Linked DNA regions of Mus musculus: region 2 is linked to region 1. The links are chromatin contacts, called in public promoter capture Hi-C maps. All regions are on one chromosome and are shown on one strand. Each heading gives the region's core, a stretch centred on a gene start, on an enhancer-like site or on the middle of the called end of the contact. The rest is flanking DNA. Distances are from core to core; before and after follow the strand shown. Region 1 holds the start of Lrriq3 (leucine-rich repeats and IQ motif containing 3). Region 2 holds the start of Depdc1a (DEP domain containing 1a).

Region 1 (7,474 bases), core at 1,471-3,970:
TAGCTTTACTCAGCACATGAGCCACAAGCTTAGTGATACATTCTTATAAAATCATACTATTTACAGTCTAAACACTGCAAGTAAATAAGTAAATGAGAGATGAATGTTGGCCTTCTTTTAATGAATAACAATACAAAAGTAGAAGAAATCCTTTGCACTTCTCTCCTTAAGGAATCAAAGGTGACACGTAATTGATATATCTGCAATGATGACAAAGTTGAATTCTCCAGGGTTTAAGTAAATATTCTACGATACTTCAAGTAACTGGTCCTTGTTTGTCTGTTTCCCGTAACTTGGTCCTAAGAGGCCAAGTATATATATACATCAGCTTCCTGATTTGTTTTCTTCACCAAACTACTTCATGAAATGACTCAGTTGCTCAGTTGGAAAAGATCTTAAGAGAACTTCCAGCAAATTCCAGTGTAAATTGTACTGAGGCAAAAAAAAAAAAAAAAAAAATCTTTAAAATAAGGTCTGGACTAGTTTCTCTGTAAGTCACAGGGGCTCAGAATCTCTTTTTGGACTTTTATCATTTTAAAAGCTAAGTTTCAGATCTTAAAGTTTTTAAAGGCCATGTGTACAGATAAACAGTTTATAAACTATAAACAAAGAAAAATTATTTTTCAATTATTATTTTTGTCCAGAGTCCTTTATAAGCACCCCCATGAAATGTGTACCAATTTTGGTCCCAGCAGGATCTGGAAAAACATGGTATTGAACTCCAAGAGGCAATTCCCTTTTCTTCAGCTTCTCGGACAACTGTTGCTTGTAAGCGAGCTCCTGCTTTTCATCAGCTGCTGTTATTGCAACCACATCCCAGAATTCTCCAGCTGCCACGGGTTTGCCTATTGGAAAAATAGCAAGGAACCTTCTTTTAATGCTATCAGTCATCTCACTTACAAGTTTGCCTATTTCAAAACAGGGGCTAACAAAGGATAATCATTACCATCTTCCATACTAAGAAGGGGATACAACCAGCCAATCAACCAACCAACCAACCAACAAACCAATCAACAAAACAAACAAGCAAACATTACCCTCTAAAAGCAAGTTTTGCGAACCAGGGCCCTTAATGTTGCTGGCTGAGAAATTTCAACTCAAGGATCCACTCCTTCCAGGTTTTTGTTTAGGAATGTGGTCTTTTGTTATTGTTGCTTATCATTTTTTTCTTTCCTTTTCTTTTGTGGTACTGGGAAATAACCACAGAGTCCTATGCTTGCCAGCTCTATCACTGAGCTATGTTCATAATCCTTCATTTATCTATTTAATTAATTTAGTATCTTACGTTTGACAGGGTTGAGACAGGCTAGTTCAAAGGTAGTAAGCTATTGCAAGTGATTGTTCACATTCAGTTACAGATTGAAGTTCTATTCTATACTTCCCCCCTTCTCACTAATGCACTTGACTAGAGATAGAGGAAGGCAAAGCCTACCTAACCCAGAACTCCTCTAATGTGCTTGAAATTGGTCCTGCGAGTTCACTTCAGGGTCTCTCTATCTTGGCAATGGGAGACCCAGAAGGCTGGACTTCTGCAGAATAAATACTCTTTGTGTTTACATACTGTTGGAATCTGGGGCATCATTCTTTGGTGACTCATTCTTCAGTGAATCATGGACTCTTCCACTACTTGACAGATTGGCTCTGAACTCATATTTATTTTCTATCTATCTACCACACGACCGATCGATCTACCTATTATCTATCTGTCTATCAATTATCATCGTCTATTTGTCTGTGCAATCCAGGTAGGTCTTGAACCTCGTTCCTACTGCCTTAGCGTCTCAAGTAGATGACAGTACAGACTTGCGACACCAGTCCTAGCTTCTAATATTTTTATTAACGATGATCAAACTACACTTTATATAAGCAATCAGAATACAACACAAACCCCAGGACTAAACTTCTCAATGAACTCATTAAATGACAAATTGCACTTTCAAGAATCAGTGGAACCCTCTAATCAGCAAAAATATTAATAAGGTTTTTAACAAGTTGAGAGAGAATGAGAGGGAGGGGAAAGATAAAGAGGGAGGGAGGGACTGAGATAAGAAGGAGGAATAGGTAGGAAAGGAGGGGGAAGGGGAGGGAGAAGGAGAGGAGAGAGACAGACATGTTAGCTTGGATTTAATAGTTCCAATCATTCTGGTATCCAAATATAAGACCGTACATTTTAGGCACTCATAAATATCAATTTTACCAGACAGCTGTACCCCAAACTTACATTATCAAATTTAAAGCCATGATTGCCTCCGTATTGGGGTTTACATTGGAATAAAGTGGAGTTAAGCAGCGGGGCTTGGGAAAAGAAAAGAAACAAGGTAACGACTACTGCAGACTCTAAGCAAAAGGTCTTCTACCACTGAGTTAAGCCAGTGTTACTTCCCGTTGGTAATTCTCTTACTGCTCCTTCCTGACATCTAAGTTTAGGCTCGCACAGAGAGGAGGAAAAGGGAAAAAGGGAAAAGTCTGGCTGGCCTGGCCAGGACGGAGCGGACAGGAAGGGGTATCGGACAGGAAGCTGCGCGGGGTCCTTGGGAAGGCGCTCTCCGTGCAGGGGGGCAGAGAACTCAGTTCCGCCTTGGTACCTCTCAGCTCAGAAAATCTGCGCAGTTTCCGCAGGGTGGCTTCGCGGAGAGACGCCATGGCCGACTTCCGGGAGCACACTTAGCACGCACGCGCACTCCAAACCCCGCCCCGCCCCGCCCCGCCCCGCCTCCTCCATGCTCTCCACGTCACCGCGGCCCTGGAAGCGCCCTGAGACTTGAAAAGCTAGGATGGCGTGAGCGTGCGCAAGCGGCGTTTCCTGGGCAACGATCTGTGGGGCAGATGGGCGGGCACCTAGCGGGGTCGGGTTGTGCGGAGCTCTGGGTTCCTGCCTTACCGTGTCTGACAACCCGCGGTGCGACCGAGAAGACCAACCCACCCACCATTAGTGGATCCACCACCCAGATGCTGAGGTGACCTGCCCGCACGGAGCTCCTATTCCTGTCAGAAGCCTCCCAGGGAGGCCAGGCCCCTGAACCAGAGAGAGGCTCGGCTCTGTGGGATGCTTTCTGGTGGGCCAGACTACTCTGCACCCTTCAGTTGTCCAACTTCCCAGGCCCAGTACTGAACTAGCGCCTTTAGCCAGCACTGCACACTCTGTTGTGTTCACTTGCTTCAAGGAGATTCAACCAAAGGTGCCAGATATTGGAAAGAACCAGTCTTACTTAATACACTTTCATAGAGTGGTTATATGTGTTTCTCTTGTAGAGTGCATAAGTTTATATCGAGTACTACAGGTTGATCTCTTTAATCTTTCACATAGTACATAGAGAGGAACGCTATTTGAGGAAGCCATTTCAGTCTGAAACCCAGAAATCTTACCACTACAATTTGACTTGAGAAGCTTCTCTTCTTTAAAATCTAACTCAGAATTCTGCATAGCAGCTCCCTATGAACTTTTAAGTTTCTGAGTAAGCTTAGTTTTTCACTTAAAGCCTTGACCTCAGCATTTAATTCTGTATTTAAAGTGGACACATTTGTGGGGAGGAGATAACTGTTTCACAATACACTCCGGCTGAAGGAAATTAAGAAAATACAGAAAGGCCCGATAGATAATAACAGCAATAGCAGTCAGAGCTTGTAATTTATAGTCTTGAGTGAACTGGAGTCATCCCAGGTTTTTGGTGACCTGCCTTATGTTTAAAGGGCACAGACACACTGAAGTATGTTGGTGGGTATGGCAAGAATATAAGCAGAGCTTTATTTGGAGTCTACTAAAGTAACACAAACAGGAAAGATTTGGTGGAAATTTAAAAGATAATAATGGGAGATGGAGAGAAATTGCTTAGATTATAGAAACACTTAACCAACAACACCTGTCCAATAAATAAGTGTGGATTGTGAGAGAAATTACTAAAAGATGCTGAAAGTGGATGACATGACATTTAAATGAGCTGAGGAAAGGTATGTATGGGGAAGCATAGTGAAGTCATAAGAGAAGACCTGTAATAATATTGGATATGTAGAATAAACTAGTGCAAATATAGTAGAAATTGTTGTGTGTCTGTGCATCATGTATGTGGTTCTGGAGATCAAGACAGGGCTGGCTAGACAATTTTGTGAGTTGTCAGAATGGAGAGGGAATTTATTTTCAACTACAGGAGGAGGTTGAGGTCCAAAGGGAATAATACAGGTCAAAAAGGCCTACATATTTGAGTACCTACCAAACATTCTTATAAGTGGAAAACAAATTAACCAAATTTAAATTTCTCATATAGTACTTCACACCCACCTTTCCATTCCATGCTGAAATGTGCTGTCTTGAGCTAGTGCAGGCCTTGGGTGCTGTTACAGCTGCTGTGAGTTCATGAGTGCAGCTGCCTGCTATGTCCAGAAAACAGTGTCCACCTCCTCCGGCACTTACCCTCTTTCTCCCTCCCTTTGACAGTGATCCCTACACTGTGTGTGTGTGTGTGTGTGTGTGTGTGTGTGTGTGTGTGTGTACCTTTCAGAAATTGAGCACTGCTTAGTTGTACTCTCTACACATTGACCAGTTATTAGTCTCTGTGTTAGTTGCCATATATTGCAAAAAGAAGAAAGAAAGAAAGAAAGAAAGAAAGAAACCTTTCTGATGAGGGTTGAGAGATGCACTAAACTATGGGTGTAGCTATAGATAATTGGGAGTTAGTTTAATATGCTATGTCTGTTCGGTAGATTAATAGTAGTAGTAGGTTCTCCAGTAGAACTTCATGACCTACCTGTCTGGCCACACATTTGTGATTCTAATAGCGGTGTTAGATATGGGCTCTATTTATGGAGGGTGACTTAAATTCTTAAATCAGAAAGTTGTTGGTTACCCCTCATGAAATTCTTCTCACTAGTATACCAGTAAGTGCATTTTACCAGGTCAGTCGTTAAAGCTTATATAAGTCCTGTTTCTACCTGAGGGGCTATGGACCATTCATAGCTGCTTGGAAAGGCTGAATCAATTTTCTTTAAGGCTGTGGCCTCTCTGGTAGGTCAACCATGCTTTAGTAGATGGCCCCACTCATGAGGATATTGGCAGCATACAATAGACCCAATGAACTTTAACAAAAGAAGAGAGATAAAACTCTTTGAATATGTATATTGTCTAAAAGTTAAAGTAAATGAGATGGAATAATCAGAATGATGAATAATTTCAGATAAGAGCTTCATGTACAGTGATGTGGCTGTATAAAACTACACATCTCTCTATATATATTATTTATACACGATGCAGTGAAGCATGTCACTTTTAATTAGAGGGATGGAATCTTGATGCTGTTAATAAGGATGGATGTTGATTGTATGAACCATGTTTGTAAAAATATGATTTTGTGTATTGGATTAAAAAGGGGAATTAAGAAAATAACCAGTAATGTGGCTGCCTTGGAGAAAGCATTGCAAAACATAGTTGGTGAAACACTGGTATCCAAAATAATACAAGGCACTCAAACTCAACAGTAAGCAAACAGCCAACCAAAAAATGATCAAAAAAGCTAAAAAAGGAAGTACCTCATTGGAGGACATACTCAGATGGCAAACCAAAACACAGCATCAGATATATGTAGGAATTTCAAATTCAAAAATTCAGGTACCCCTATATAGCTACCAGACTGGCCATGATTTAAAATACCAATACACCAAATACTAGTAAGAATGTAAAGGAATAATTTTTCAGCTTGTTGCTGATGGAAACACAAAATAGTGTTTTTAAAGACAAGCAGTCCATGACAAGATAAAGCATATATATGATCCAAAAGTAGGGTCCTTGATGTTTATCCATAGTGAGTGAAGACCACATAATATGCAATGACAAGTGTGGGCTTTGTTGTGAGATATTCACTTTGGTAGTAACCTGTAGATCTCTGCTGGGCTCTTCACTATAACAAATACATATTACTTCATAATACTAATTTAATAATGGAGAACTTTGAAATTGAATCATTATAAGAAGACTATACCTCTAAATTCTTCTGTTGACCTAAAACAACAGAAAACACCCTTTGCAGGAGAGATGTGATAAAGATATGCTAGTTATGGCTGAGTGTTCCAAAGTGTCTCACATGCTACATGTCTACCTTTAGGTCTCTGTATTAGTTATCATCTAATGCAAGAGGAAGCTTGTCTAATGAGGGTTGAATGAAGCACTCTTCTATGGGTATAGTAATACATCATTCTGAGTCATTTTATTGCTATATTTATTTAGCAGACTAGTAATATTAGGTTTTACTCTAGTACCCATGACCTATATAGTCTGAGGTTCTTGGCTTTCTTAACAGGGTCAGGTATGAGTTTCAAGTTGTGGAGAGGACCTTAAATCCGATTTACAGTAATTGGTTACTACTGTAACATTTGGGCCATTATCACACTTGTTCACTCCTTGCAGGAAGGCCACTATTGTAGCTCACAGGGTTTATACCTATATGTGATTTTGATAATGTTTCTCCTTTGGAAGCAAGCATAGTGCCTTCCAGCAGTGTGATAGCTTGAATGATAATGTCTCCCATAGGTGCATATATTTGAATGCTTGGTCTCAAGATAGAGGGACTGAGAAACTTTTTAGGAAGATTAGGAGATGTGTCCTAGAGAATGAATATCACCTGGGACAGGTTTTCGTACACCAGTATCTTTGTTTGGGTGATTGTTGTTGTTTTGTTTTTTTTTTTGTTTGTTTGTTTTGAGGGAAGATAAAGTTGGTGGAGTATGGGAAGTGTGTTGGCAGAGGGAAGAAATGATCAAATTATATTGTATGAAAATATTTAAAAATAAAGCAAACAATCATAGTAAAATGACACATTTATTGTATGAGTCGTACTCTGACATTCCTTGTGGAACAGCTACTGGCTCCAAATGAGCCATATTTTCTATTCTGAAACATGCCATACTTGCCTGCTTGTAAGTCCTTATCATTGAAAGTAAACAAAACTTTACCCTAAAATGGAAAAAAAAAAACAAAAAAACAACAACAACAAAAAAAACCCGAAGTCATTGGTAGGAAAACTCAAGGAGAGGATTCCATAGCCATGTGCTTAAAGGAAATGAGATACAGTGTGGGTGCAGCCTGCATTTCTGGGTCTACTGAATGGAATGTGGCTTTAAAGTTGGAAGGGTAACTTATTTGTAATTTGGGCTACTCTCTCTCAGAATAGCCATACATTTCCTGATTAAAAGACCGTGCTGTCCCTTTTCCTGTGTGACCCTGCTACAATATCCCTGTGGCCTCAAATCTCTCCAGAGTTAGGTGCATCTTCTCTGAACTGAGTCCAGACTCAGCAGTCCTCTGCTGTATGTGTGTTGGGGGCCTCAGGTCAGCTGGTGTATGCTGTCTGGTTGGTGGTCCAGTGTCTGAGAGATCTTGAGGATCCAGGTTAGTTGAGACTGCTCGTCTTCCTACAGGGTTGCCCTCCTCCTCAACTTTTTCCAGCTTTTCCATAATTCAACCACAGGGTTCACCAGCTTCCATTCA
Region 2 (7,474 bases), core at 2,688-5,187, 4.4 Mb after region 1:
ATTGTTGGCAAGAAATGTGCTGCAGATCTGTGCCTGAAGCGCGGGTATCAGATGGTGGTGAATGAAGCTGTAGACTGGGGACAGTCTTTCTATCATATTCACCTCCATGTCCTTGGGGATCAGAAGATGAACTGGCCTCCTGGTTAAGCAGGTTGAAGATAAGTGTTCTTCTCTAAGTAATTGGCAAACTCCAGTTAAATGGCACAATAGTTTTGCCTGTGTATGGAGAAATTTAAGAGATCATTTAAAATTCTGTGCCTAATGAAAGACATTGTTGAAAAAAAAAAAAAGAATCAGGAAGTTCACATGGAGCAATCCATGGCTCCAGACGCATATGTAGCAGAGGATGGCCTTGTTGGGCATCAGTGGGAGGAAATGCCCTGGTCCTGTCAAAGCTCAATGCCCCAGTGTAGGGGAATGCCAGGGTGCAGAGGCAGGAGTGGCTGGGTGGGTAGGGGAGCACCCTCATAGAAGCAGGGGGAAGGGGGATGGAATAAAGAGGTTCTGGAGGGGAAACTGGGAAAGGGGATAACATTTGAAATGTAAATAAAGAAATATCCAATAAAAGAAAAGAAAAGAAAAAAGGTAGTTCTAACATGTCTCATTAAAACCCAGTAAATCAAGGATTCAAAAGTCTAGGGAAGTCTAAAACTCTTAAGGTTCACAAGGGCCTACCTCTTCAAGGTTATATAAGCAGTAAGAACTGCTAAGGAGTGCAAACTCTCCTATCTGTTCATCTATATGCAAGTTCTTCCAACTTTCCTGGGCCATCATCAATAGTAGAGTGGGTTTTGGTAATACAGTTGCCCTTGAATCATCCTATAATTAACCCTTCACTCTTTCATACTTCTTTAAGTAACCCTAAAGACTCATTGGTCCAACTTGGACTATGGTAGTATTGTTACTTTTGTCTGTCATCATTTTCTTATCAGGGGTGAGTATATGTTCCTTTATATCTCCCTATGTATTATGTTACACTAACAAGATTTAGAATTGTCAAGTCTTGTTCTACATCTCTGTGCAAGTTTATGAGAGCATTTCCAGATTTAGCTGAATATGGAAAACCTATCATGAATGTGGATAGTGCTATACCATGGGCTGAGATTATCTACAGGAAAGGAGGAAGGAAAGAAGGAAGGAAGGGAGGAAGGAAGGAAGGAAGGAAGGAAGGAAGGAAGGAAGGAAGGAAGGAAGGAAAACCAAGCTAAATACCAGAATTCATCTCTCTCGTTTTTCTGATTGTGGATGCAATATGGCCAATGGCCTAATGCTCCTATCATCTTAATCTCAGTCATGGTAGACTATACACTCAAACTACAAAACATTATAAACCCCTCTTTAAGTTGATATTGTTGGGTATTTTACAACAATATGAGAAAATAGTTACTACAGATCATTGTCCAGGAAAACAAAGTAATACATATTTTAAATTTAAGTAGATCCTCTGGAACTCATGAAGCTATAAAACAGAATTAATTTTTGTATTACCCTAATCTAAGATGGAAATAAGAATACATTGATAAAACTTTTGAGAAATCATTCTTTAAAAAAAAACTCATTTAGTTAATAAAGTAAAAACTACCCACATATGGAGAAAAGATATACATTTTAGATTAAATAAACGCAGCAAATCTAAATAACAAAAATACATATTCAGAACTATCATATTCCAACTACTGAAAACTATATGCAAAGAAATATCACAGAAGCAGCTCAAGACAAATAATGCACCATTTCTAGGAAAATTATTCAGATGATTACAGCTGCTTCATTGAGGCCAGAATGAAGTGAGACAATATTTATAAAGTGCTGAGAGAAAAATAATTCTTAACCCAAAACTTCATATTCACAGAAAAACTCTTTTAGAAATGAAGATGAAATATTTCCAAATAGGAATAAATACAATTTTAAAAATCGTTGTCAGCAAACATGTTTTAAAAGAATTTTTAAAAGACTTCTTTAGACAGAGGAAATAACACCTAAAATGACCAGTAGATTTGAAAAGGAAACAGAAATAAAAAATAACTCTGTAAATTTAATATACACTTGTTGTCCTTTACACTTCTATAAAATACATGTGATTTCTGAAAACAAGAATCAAAACATATCTTGTCTGCAGTTAATGTAGATATAATACAAATGCATACCATAACAAAGCAAGGGAAAATAAATGAGACTATCTGGTAAAAAGTTCACCAGATACCTTATGGGGAATAAACTATAGAAAGCAAAACTAGATATAAATATCTTCATGCACACTGCAGCTATCTACAGAAAAATGATTATTAAAATCAGAAGCAAGATTAACAGGAGTAGATTTGTCATGTTTTAAGGTGAAACTCATACTTAGAAGGCAAGTAACCTGGATTATTATGCTTTGCCTGTACAACTTCATATCACTCTTAAAATCCCCTTAAAACTCCATTCTACCATGGCTTCATGATTCTGTTTATTTTCTCAATAAACACCCTCTCTCCATGTGGCTCACTCTAAATCACAATCAGCTCTGGTATTTCCTTCTTAAACAGACCCTACCAAAAAGAAAGGCTTCATAACTTTTCCACACATTCCACATAGTTCATTAAGGTTATCATAGTGATTTAGAAAATACATCATTGATTTATTTACTTCACAACTTATATAAATCATGAATGTGTGCTCAGTGTAAATTTAGGCAAATTAAGAGAAAAACTTCTAAAAGAGACAACTTTTTTTGCATAGAGTAAACCTTTACAGACCCATTCATCCAGATTGATGTTCTTCCAATTTTTCAATAAATCTTCTCTTCATGAAGCTAGTAAAGCAGCGAATAAATCAGACCATATACAAATACACATATTAGTAAATACACATACATATTAAAGATCGTGCAAAAGAATAAGAGAAGTAGACGGAGAAAGAAAATGTTGGTACTGCAAGTAAAATGTGGACAAGAAAACAGATGATGTGAAATTTATAAATAAATGTCAACTACTTTAAGAGAATGTTCCTTTTTCTATGAATTTCTACTATAAAGGTTAATTTCCAGACTTTTTGGTGACCTTTTCTCAACAACGACAACAAAAATTCATAATGTTTTCACTATTCTGTGCAAATGATTTCTATGTCATTGTTATTATATAAATCACTACCTTTTCTAGAAGGTGATAGAAGAGCAAGTCAAAGGAATTTTTACAGAGGTGTGAACACACAAATGTATGTATCTTGGTCCTATAAAACAGTACAACTAAAGACAACTGATTTTTAAACAGTAATAATTCATCTTAATTGAAAAAATCATATTAAATCATGGCAAATATAGACATTTGGTGTACACATGTCACATAAGCCAGCACTACCCTCTAACAGGTAGGGACTGAAAGATGATAGGGAAACCTGCAAGTAAAGTCTGTTTTGATATGTCAAATAGGTATCTAAGCTGCTTGTCCAGGGTTTGAAACTTGTGTGTGTGTGTGTGTGTGTGTGTGTGTGTGAGAGAGAGAGAGAGAGAGAGAGAGAGAGACAAAGAGACAGAGAGACAAAGAGACAGAGAGACAGAGACAGAGAGAGAGACAGAGAGAGAGACAGAGAGAGAGAGAGAGACAGAGAGAGACAGAGAGAGACAGAGACAAACAGAGACAGAGAGACAGACAGAGACAGAGCTTGAAAGAAAATAAACAAACACACACCGAGGTCTTTTAGGGGTAGTGTCCGGGTGAAACCCAGCCTGGCTTATATTAACATTGCTGAAGAGCCCCTAGAATCAAGAAGGGAGAGTCGTTTCTGCTGTCGTGCCATTCTTTAGCTATACAATCGCTTTGGTTCTGTGCTCCACAGCTCTCCTGCACCACCCAGACAAGCTGTGCTCGCGTCACAGCGCCTTCCCCTCCGTGTAGCATCATGTGACTCAATGGCGCCGCCAATCAGCTTCGCTCGGAGATATTCAAATCAGCAGCGCGGCAGTTGTTTCCGACACCAACTCCAGGCCACAGAGGTTCCTGCTACCGCGCACTTTCCGCAGCCTCTCAGCCCGGCAATGATAGCATGGAGCGTCAGGGTGCTCCTCTTGGACCTTACCGGGCCACCAAGCTGGTAAGAACGTGGAGGAGAGGGACCAGAGACCGAGGTTTTCCGAGGGATCCTGGGTGTAAAAAAGTTTCCTGAGGGGATTCAGAGCTACTAGATTCGTGAGCCAGGGATCTGGTATCCCGAGTGAGCCAAGGCGCCTAGATTTCGGAGAAAGGTGCTGAGGGAAAGGTGCTGAGATGCAGCTGCTCCTGTCCGGGTCTTTGATTTGCACTCCTCTCTGGTATTTCTCAGTTTCAGATCCAAAGTGCTCTACCCCAAAATTGTATCACTTTCTGACTCTGCGAGACAACTCCTCAGATGTCTTCTTTCCCCCTGATTCGCATAATAGTCTTAGCCACTTTTCACTTGTAATCTACAGCCTCTCAGAATTAGAAATTAAAGTTTCAAGTCTGGAAGCCCAGGCATGACAGCTTGGCTTATTGACCCTATAGAATTTGTGAGTAGCACTAGGAAAGAACTATTCAACCTAAACCCCGAGTACTTTAGTAATCACTTTTAATAGTCACTGGGGCTGCGCATTTGGATTACATTGAGATTCACCTAACCTCAGTTTCCACATTGGTACAATGGCACAATACATGCCCACTTTAAGAGATTTTCTAAAAATATTCTGTGTATGAGAATGTGTGATAGTCTATAGAATAACAAGCAAATTGTCTTCTCACAAATGCTGGCCCTACTTTACCTTGTGGGAACTAAGTTTCAAAGAAGGAACTCTCTGAAAGCCACATAAATGATGGATGGAAGAACTAGAAAATGTACCACTTTCTGTCAGGGTGATCTTGATATTCTAGTGCTCAACAAGTAGTGGTGGTTATGTTTATCAGTAGAAAGGATGGAATTTAGTTTTGAAATGTACCTTAATGAGGTAGTCCTGTCACATCTTATATGAATTTACCATCTTATATGAAAGTAACATAAGCAACCCCCCACACACAAAAATGTCAAGTACTAACAAAAATTTACATAAAATAAGGGTTTTGTTGATTACCACAAGATAGATATTAATACAAGGATACTGAGGTACAGGGAAGGAAAGAACAAAGATTTATAAACAAAAAGTAAGACTAAAGTTTAAGCAAATACAAAATGTTTCAGCCTGGGAACTTACAAATCCATCACATTTCAAAAATATTGTGACATCTGTGAGTGCAGAGTCACATGTTACTTTATTACTGTGGTGAAGCAGTTCAGTACAGTTTCTTGAAAGTAATGAGAGAGGTTTGGGGAAAAATAATTATATTTACTGTTTTTCAGCTGTAAAACCAATATTGTGATCTTACACGTGATACAGTAGTAATATAATTAATAGTCTCATATATAAGGTTAATAATCTGTTTCTAACATGATTTTTTTCTATTAAAAAGTTGTGTTAATTGTATTATGTTCTAGTGTTGATGTCACAAATCTAGAAAGTTGATGTATTTGAAGGTAACTCAGAAAATAAATGGTTTTCTTTACATAAATATTCATAAGTTCATTAAATGTGCAATGGATTTGTTTTACTAATCATTTTATCTCTACTATCTATGTTCCTTATAGATATTTGTTTGCTTGATTGATTGTTTTAAGGCAGGTCTTTCTATGTGGTTCTGGCTGTCCTGCTACTCACCATGCAGACCAGGTTGTACTTGAACTCACAGAGATCCACCAAGCTTTGCCACTAGGCCCAGCACTATAGGAATCTTCATAAGAGATACTGTACTAAATACCTAGCATTAAAAGCCCTTTGGCATTATAATTGCTGCATGCCAGAAATCTTATCTGGCTAGTACAGTAATTGAACACAGATTCTAGACAGAGAATCTGTCTTTTGCTGTTGTTTGTTCATTTTGTTTCAATTTTATTTTGTGATTTAAAAAAAAAAAAACCTATGGCACCAGTTCTACTTTTAATTTTGGAATAGGGGTTTCACTAGGTTGTGCAGGCTGGCTTTGAACTCACTTTGTAGCCTATCCAGGACTTGAACATAACAAAGTTCATGCTCAGCCTCTGGAATTATAGGCATATAATTATAGAATTATAGACCCACTTGAATGTTTAAATCATCAGTTCTTAACCTGTGGGTTGTGACCTCTTAGAGGATTGATTACATGTCAGATATCCTGTATATCAGATATTTACATTACAATTCATAACAGCAAAATTACAGTTATGAAGTAGCAATGAAATAATTTTATGATTGGGTATCTTCACAACCTGAGGAACTCTATTAAAGGGTCCCAGCATTAGGAGGGTTGAAAACCAATCATTTAGATATATGATCTTGGTCAAGTTAACAGTCTGTGCTTCTTTTTCCTTATATGAAAGTGAGATGATATTATCTTATAAAACTGTGAGATTTATACTTAAAAACTGAACATAAACTTATGTTTATGTAAAAGATACCAGCATATTAAAAAAATCTAATAGTAAATGCTCCATTGACTAAGAATATTATACTTCTTTTCATTCTGAACTCTCCTAAGTAATTGAATGCCCAATGAATATTTAGTAAAGAAAGCCTACTAAAATAAAATACTATCTTGACACTAGAATTAGTAATGAGAAATCTGTGAAGTAAGATTTTATGTAGCACAGATAAGATGATTTTCCTCAATAGTATTTACAGTATAATTAAGTACCTGTGGAATAAAGAATTTTCTTTCTCTAAAGATTTTCTTCATTCCATTTGGTTGTTTTGAGATAGGGCCTCATGTAGCCCAAACTAGCCTATAACTGGCTACATACCCATATCAATGAGGTTTCATTTTTGCTATATATAGTTTCTTTTTTTAAAGTATTTTTCTTCTCTTTGCAGTGGAATGAAGTAACCACATCTTTTCGAGTAGGAATGCCTTTAAGAAAACATAGACAACATTTAAAAAAATATAGCAATTGTTTCACTGCAGTTGAAGCTATAGATTGGCTTTATGATCTGTTAAGAAGTAATAGTAATTTTGGTCCTGAAGTTACAAGACAACAGACTATTCAACTATTGAGAAAATTTCTTAAGAATCATGTGATTGAAGATATCAAAGGTAGATGGGGATCGGAAAGCCTTGATGACAACAATCAACTATTCAGGTACTGAATTGATATATCATTACAAAGCCTAATTTCCTCTGCTTTCACCATTCTACCAAAGAGAAATAGTCTTCCTTGGTAAAAAGCACCCAAAATAGTTATCCAATACCAGTTGGTCATCCCTGAAATCATACACTTACAAGTAATTTATGTGGATTGAGCAGGTTGTGCTTCTATTTTTGAAATATGTATATAAAATATATACATGAATTTGAGAGAGCAAGGAGGGGTTATTGGGAAGGATTAAAGGGGAAAAGAGAAGGGGGAAATCATATAATCAAATTTTAATTTCAAAAATTTAAAAAAAAACACAAAGAAAGAAAAAACTTGAAATTACAAT

Evidence for each region. Promoter capture Hi-C pulls out the DNA fragments that hold promoters and counts their contacts.
Region 2: a promoter capture Hi-C map of pre-B cells shows a contact between it and region 1. The contact joins the promoter of Depdc1a here to the promoter of Lrriq3 in region 1. A contact is called at or near these places in 1 of 39 promoter capture datasets (pre-B cells) and 1 of 484 Hi-C or Micro-C datasets (CD8 T cells).

The regions. Positions count from the first base shown.
Region 1 is chr3:155,090,714-155,098,187 of GRCm38.p6, forward strand. It overlaps Lrriq3 (leucine-rich repeats and IQ motif containing 3), which reads left to right and starts at 2,721. Exons shown (of 8, transcript NM_028938.2): 1 at 2,721-2,957. It overlaps Fpgt (fucose-1-phosphate guanylyltransferase), which reads right to left and starts at 2,665. Exons shown (of 4, transcript NM_029330.2): 1 at 2,586-2,665; 2 at 678-845. The coding sequence starts at 2,643.
Region 2 is chr3:159,491,496-159,498,969 of GRCm38.p6, forward strand. Depdc1a (DEP domain containing 1a) reads left to right here and starts at 3,938. Exons shown (of 12, transcript NM_001172092.1): 1 at 3,938-4,071; 2 at 6,869-7,134. The coding sequence starts at 4,024.